2 separate regions of the Sus scrofa genome follow, and region 1 is linked to region 2. The links are chromatin contacts, called in public Hi-C maps. All regions are on one chromosome and are shown on one strand. The core of a region is the stretch at or near the end of the contact, and the rest is flanking DNA. Distances in the headings are between cores, read along the strand shown.

What was found. Hi-C and Micro-C count contacts between places; a contact is called where the count stands out from the background.
Region 1: a contact with region 2 is called in a Hi-C map of liver, with 9 times the contacts expected there. The contact joins the promoter of YARS2 here to the promoter of PKP2 in region 2. A contact is called at or near these places in 3 of 5 promoter capture datasets (fetal liver, fetal skeletal muscle and liver), 17 of 47 Hi-C or Micro-C datasets (embryonic fibroblasts, epiblast stem cells, fetal heart ventricle and 9 more) and 1 of 2 datasets of contacts at active chromatin or transcription factors (alveolar macrophages).

The regions. Positions count from the first base shown.
Region 1 is chr5:41,560,255-41,563,548 of Sscrofa11.1, forward strand. YARS2 (tyrosine--tRNA ligase, mitochondrial) reads left to right here and starts at 1,325. Exons shown (of 6, transcript XR_002344051.1): 1 at 1,325-2,171; 2 at 3,017-3,184.
Region 2 is chr5:41,423,167-41,426,594 of Sscrofa11.1, forward strand. It overlaps PKP2 (plakophilin-2), which reads left to right and starts at 1,521. Exons shown (of 13, transcript XM_003126396.5): 1 at 1,521-1,966. The coding sequence starts at 1,744. It overlaps LOC106507506 (a long non-coding RNA gene), which reads right to left and starts at 1,363. Exons shown (of 3, transcript XR_002344052.1): 1 at 1,254-1,363.

The sequences.
Region 1 (3,294 bases), core at 75-2,574, 140 kb after region 2:
AAATGTTTCTACCTTCAAATGTTCATTTTCTTGAGGAAAACGCCATTTTCACTTTCATTATCAAGATTCAATTTGGCCCTTGCTAACACTAAATTAAATCATTCAGTTTATGTGCTTTGGGGAAAACAATTGTGGGATTTAGGATTATGTTACATAGCCTGTTGAATAAGTATCTAAAAATCCTATTGAAGTTACTCTTTGGCAATGAGAAACTCATTTCTCTGATTAATTACACATGCAAAGAAACTAATTTTTCAGTTTTGTAATGAAACTAATATTTCATTTTGTTAAGTGACCTCATGATGTAAGGAACTACAAAGGTCCTGTAGGGAATGGTTCAGAGCATGGCCCACATGCCTACTTTAGGATCAAGGCACTCAGTTCCCGGCTGCTGAGGGGCTTCACAGATGGACCCTCTTCTGTATCTTGCTCTCTGCCAAAGTCTTGCCCAGGGCATCCCACATTTAAGGACTCATCAATAACAGGGTGCAAAAGTCTGCCCCCTTGCCTCCATTTGGGATGACACTGAAAGGACATCTCAGCTCCAAAGGCCTCAATCACAAACTGTTTACAAGTCAACTCCTTCGGCCCAACCCTGCATCCATCACTCCATTAACAGATACTGCTGCTGAGAGCACACTCCAATAATTCTCCCGGACACAAATCTCCCACTGGAGTCTCTTTCCCAGGGAACTGGAACTAAGACAGCTGGAACTGAAAGTCGTCCTAAAAATTAGATTCTAAAATGGAGTTTTGGAATTGGATCCCTTCCAGTTAGCTGGTGAATGGGGCACTGGCTTTCTGTTTTTATTAACCTTCATCTCATTATGGCTTGGACAAGACCGCCATCTCCTGGAGAACTAGTGAATCAGTATTCGCTGGGTGCTTTTATCCCCTATTCAGAACTGCGAAACTGAAAGCGTCTCAACGCCAACTCCATCTCGCTCCATGAAGTTAAACCAATTCCTAACCCCTCACAACCTCTCTGGACAAAATTTTGCACAGAACCAAGATTTCAAAGAACTTGTGCATCATAATATTTTACATGAACATTTAAGCAAAAGCCAACATTTTAGAACACTTACTATGTGCCAAGTACCTTACTTTTTAATCCTCACAACAGCCCTCTGAGAAAGGAACTATTATCATAAACATATCCGCGTTAAGAGGAAATTTAAGGTACCTGGCCTTTAAGCGGAAACCCCACCCAGGCAGTTAGAACGGCTACCGTACAGAAAACGCACGCTCTGTAACTAAGTAACCACCGTGCCCAATGCAGGCATGCGCAGAAAAAAACACGGAAGCATATTGTAGAAACAGTACGACGCTGGCGCTGAAAGCTGAGTTGGGGCTCTAAGGTCCCAGCATCCCCTTCGCGCCTCCGCCAAGATGGCAGCGCCCATGTTGCGGCGCGTTTCCCGCGGCCGGTGGCTTGGTACCCCAGGCCAGTCAGGAGTCTTGCCACTAGGGCTCCGTAAGGCCCACTCGGGCGCTCAGGGGTTGCTGGCGGTGCAGAAGGCTCGGGGTCTATTCAAGGAATTCTTCCCTGAAAGGGGTACAAAGACAGAGCTCCCAGAGCTCTTCGACCGTGGCTTGGCGGGCAACGTTCCTCAGACCATCTATTGCGGTTTCGACCCCACAGCTGACTCGCTTCATGTGGGGCATCTGCTGGCGCTTTTGGGCCTGTTTCATTTCCAGCGAGCCGGCCACAATGTGATTGCGCTGGTGGGAGGTGCCACGGCGCGCCTGGGAGACCCCAGCGGCCGCACCAAGGAGCGGGAGGCGCTGGACGCCGAGCGCGTGCAAAGCAACGCGCTCGCCTTGCGCCAGGGACTACAAGCCCTGGCGGCTAATCACCAGCAGCTTTTCACTAACGGGCGAAGCTGGGGCAGCTTCACGGTGCTGGATAACTCGGCCTGGTACCAGAAGCAGCACCTAGTGGACTTCTTGGCGACCGTGGGCGGCCACTTTCGCATGGGCACGCTGCTTAGCCGGCTGAGCGTGCAAAGCCGGCTCAAGAGCCCCGAAGGCATGAGTTTGGCCGAGTTTTTATACCAGGTGCTCCAAGCCTACGATTTCTACTATCTGTTCCAGCATTATGGATGCCGGGTCCAGCTGGGTGGAGCTGATCAGCTGGGCAATATCATGTCCGGTTACGAGTTCATCCACAAGTAAGCGCCTCTAGAGGAGAAAAATCCTAGAACAAGTAATGCACACACGAGCATAACCTGTAATGCATTGTCAGGATTGTGGAATGATGCTCTTCGTTCCAGCCCTTGTTGATTTTATCTTCATTAAGGGGGATAAACTTAGTATCTCTGGCTAATGGAACTAAGGGGCTGAAATAATGGTATTAGGTGTGGGACATATTCTGGAGCTCTGCAGGATATAGACCACTGGTCAGGGTTTGGATTTTATCTGCTTCTCCTAAGAAGCTTTTCCTGTGTTTCTGATTTGAAAGACTGCTTTTCTTTGTGTATACCTAAACGTGACTGGGCCTCCTCGAGTAGTCTCTGCTTTTGCTCACCACCTTCCGTGAAGCTACATGTTAGTCATTGTAACGTGACTAAATGTTAGGCATTTCCAAAAAAAAAAAAAAAAAATTCAACACCAAATATTTGGAAAATAATGTAGATTTCAATGTCATTTTCCTGAGAGAGATGAATTATAGGACTAGTTCAGGTGCCACTCATTTTAAAAGTCCCTTTAAAACACCTCCTTAGTCTCTGCCTTGTACCTGTCCTCTCACCTCTTTCCACCCAGCCTTTAAAAATTTCTAGGCGGTAGTTATGCAGCTGTTGCCCTTGGCTTGCCCAGAGTCACTGGTTCATTTGCAGTTCAGAATGACAAAGGCCAAAATAGAGTGCTGTGAAAGCAGCGTGATGAACAAGAATCCAGGTTTAGGAGGTCAAGGAAGTTTTCTTAAAGCAAGATAGACTGAAGAGTGACTGAAAGTGATTAGCAGAACCTACCACCACCTGATCTTGAAGCACGTAATAAAGTTCTCTATGCATAGGGTGACTGGAGAAGATGTATTTGGCATCTCCGTTCCTCTGATTACAAGTACAACTGGAGCAAAACTGGGAAAGTCTGCTGGCAATGCTGTTTGGCTAAACAGAGAGAAGACATCTCCGTTTGAATTGTATCAATTTTTTGTCAGGCTGCAAGATAATTTGGTAGAAAGGTGAGTTCTTAATTGTTTGCTGAGAAAAATGAGTTCTTAATTGTTTGCTGAGAAAAATGTAATAATGTTCATGATGTAATTTTAGCCATAGACTCTCTCTGTGCCTTCAA
Region 2 (3,428 bases), core at 271-2,770:
ACCTACACCACAGCTCAGGGCAACACCAGATCGTTAACCCACTGAGCAAGGCCAGGGACCGAACCCGCAACCTCATGGTTCCTAGTCGGATTCGTTAACCACTGCGCCACGACGGGAACTCCTCATCTCTCTTTTCAATTGACTCTCAGCACCACGTTTGAGTTTTTACATCTGGCTATATAATTGAGTTCTTTACAAGGAATAATCTACCTCAAGACTGGTCCTGCTGTGATAGGAGGAATTGCTTCCAAGAACCACCATCCACATGGCTTCACTTAAGCCATGTGGCCAGCCAAGAGAGAGTGACAGAACTATCACCACTCCAGTTGTCCAGGCTTTTGGCCCCTTGATTGCCTCTTCATTCCCTGTAAGGCCTTATACCTGTGTAGTAAGCGTGTGTGTAAAGATAGAAGGGTATGTCACAGGAAAACGGGGAATGGGGGAGTTGTGTTCCCCAGCCACGTCGAACTTGAATAAATGGGGTTCCGTAAATACCGAGTGATTTGAAGGAAAGTGGACATACAACCCGAAGCAATCAAAGGGAAGGCTATCTTACTTAATACTGGGGATAGATGTTTTTCTTTCTGCCTCTCAGGTCCAAAGCGGGGAAGAAGGACCAGTGGCTTAGGTTGTAAACCTTAAGGTTAAGGACTCTTTCTGTTGAGCATAGCTCTCAGCAGTCAACTAAATGTGAAACGTTTAAATAGCAAGGTAAGTATACCTTATGGAAGATAAGACTGAAAGAGCTCCACCAGCAGGACCCCTACACAGAGCCTACCATAAAGAGGGCTTAATCAACTCTAGAAGGACTGTTAAAGTATCACCTACTGAAAGTGTGCTCTTTCCCAGCACCTCTTATTGGAGTTTCTCTATGTGGGTGTGATCCTAAGAGAGGAGTGGGTGAGAAAGAGAGTGTGCTGGGTACAATTTGTGTATATGCAAGAGAATACCGAAACTCTCAATGAGGAATAACATATGTTTCTAGGAGTGCATCTGTGCAAAAAAGACACGGTCCCCGAAATTGTGCTAAGGGGGATAAAAACCCTATTTTAAAAAGTTTTTATTTTACACATGTCATCTTTTTGTCATATTTCCTCCTACTGTCTTGTCCGCCTGATCAAACAGCCCTTTCCCACCTCAGGTCCATGAAACATTTCGAACAGTCTGACAGCCTGACAAACCAGACAGACTACTCACTCGGGGATCCCAGAGGCAAACCTCGGCCCGAGAGCAGAAGTGACTCCAGGGCGCACCTGCCTGGAGGTCGTCCTTCGTCCATCCAGCGGAAATTACAAGGATTCGTAGGGCAGGGCCGAGGCCCGGCAAGGCATTGAGAGCCAGTAGTAGCAGGCCGGACCCGCAGGATCCAAGGTGACCTGGAGAGTGTGCACGACCAGGGGCGGACTGAGCCCTCTCCCGCTTCCCTGCGGTGAGTTCATCTCGCCAGGTGTCGGCGCGCGCGGCCGGCCTGCCCCCCACTCCCCAGCCGAGTGCGCCTGCCCGGTTGGAGCCGCGCCCAGTTCCCGGGTGAAGGCCGGGCGCCTGGCGCCCCAGGCCGCGCTCCCGGGAGCTCTGGCCTCTCACCGGCGGGGAGGCGGGGCCGGAGGAGGGGCTGGGACGGTGGGGTTGGGCCGGCGGGATTGGGCCGGCGGGGCGGGGTTCGCGCCCAGTGCCCGGGACTCCGCAGCAGCTTCCCCTGCAGGTCTCCAGCAGGCGAGCGGCTCGGTCGCCCTCTCCAGCCCCATGGCAGCCCCTGGCTCCCCGGCTGAGTGCGGCTACATCCGGACGGTCCTGGGCCAGCAGATCCTGGGGCAGCTGGACAGCTCCAGCCTGGCCCTGCCCTCTGAGGCCAAGCTGAAGCTGGCAGGAAGCAGCGGTCGCAGCGGCCAGGCGGTCAAGAGCCTCCGGATCCAGGAGCAGGTGCAGCAGACCCTGGCCCGGAAGGGCCGCAATTTCGTGGGCAACGGTGAGTAAAGCCCTGCCGCCTTCTGCATCGCTCTCACCGTGCCTTTTACCCATTCCCTACTCCTTCCTCACCCTCAGTGCCCAGTTGCTTGGACTCCCTTCTTACTGAAGGTGCGAGACCTGGTGTTCTGCCCACCTGTTGCTCGCCAGCCCATTGTACGACCTGTCGCGCCTTCAGACTCAGACCAGCTTACTTGGGGAAAGCATTCTTCTTTTTTAAAAATAACCTCTTACTCACCCTTGTCATCTATGTCTATTAAATGCATATGTATGTATGGAAAGAATTCAGTCCAAGATTTTCACCCCTCCCTTAACCTGCTTCCCTAAGCCCTCCACCCCCACCCCGGGGACTTCATCTGTAGGCTCTGAGAGTCTGTAAACACTTTGAAATTCTGTGCAGAAATGTGGTATGTTCATTTTTCTGGAAGAAAGTGCCTCTAGCTTTTATTTAAAATTTTAAAGGATCTATGACCCCCATAAATATTTTTTAAAAAGAAAACCTGAAAGTACTGGTTTTCTGCAAGCTGTATATTGGGATTGTGGTGCCTCGCCCAGGTACCTGGGGGCACTCCACCCAGTGTACGGAGCGAGTGGTTGATCTAGGAAATGAAAAGATTGGGTAGGAGGCTTTGGGCTGGGGAACAATCACACCACCCCGCGGATGAGGAGGAGGAGAAGAAAGGGGACTTTGGCCCCGCCAGCAGCAGCCCCTCCCGCCTCGCTGCGCCCTACCAACGCACTTGTAAGCACAGCGCTGGTATCTCCAAAAAAATTAAGCTTGGAGGTGAACGAGTTTGAAAAAATAGTAGTCCTTATATTAGGTGTTTATTTTTTCATTTTAAAAGTATTATAAGTTTATTGTGGAAAAGAGAAGGGGAAAGAAATTGAACAATTAAATTGGGTTTTTTGTTATTTCCTGCAGTGTTGAACTGTTTCTCTGGGAAGTTAACCTGGGCAATGGTAAATGTAGAGCCTATAAGGAAAAAGAAAAATGCTTGCAGACCAGATCAGAGAGTTAAAACAGCCGACCTTGGGAGGCTCTATTGTTTTCCCTTTGTGTAAAAGAATCAGGCAATCAAGACTTAATTACTTAAAGGGTAAAGAGAAGATATTTAATGGTTATAGTTGATGTACTTGTGTGCTTTCTATGTGCCAGGAATTGGACTGTATGATTTGCATTCATTGTGTTATTTACGTTTCTAGGGGAAAAAAAAAAAAAAAAAAAAAAAAGCTTGTGAGGTAGTCCTTTAATCCCCATCTCACAGATGAGGAAACTAAACAGTTAAGTGACACTCAAGTTCCCACAGATTTTAAGTAGCAACTGATAGTATTTATTTATTTATTTATTTTTTGTCTTTTGTCTTTTTTGTTGTTGTTGTTGTTATTGTTGCTATTTCTTGGGCCGCTCCCAGGGCATATGGAGGTTCCCAGGCTAGGGGTTGAATCGGAGCTGTAGCCACCGG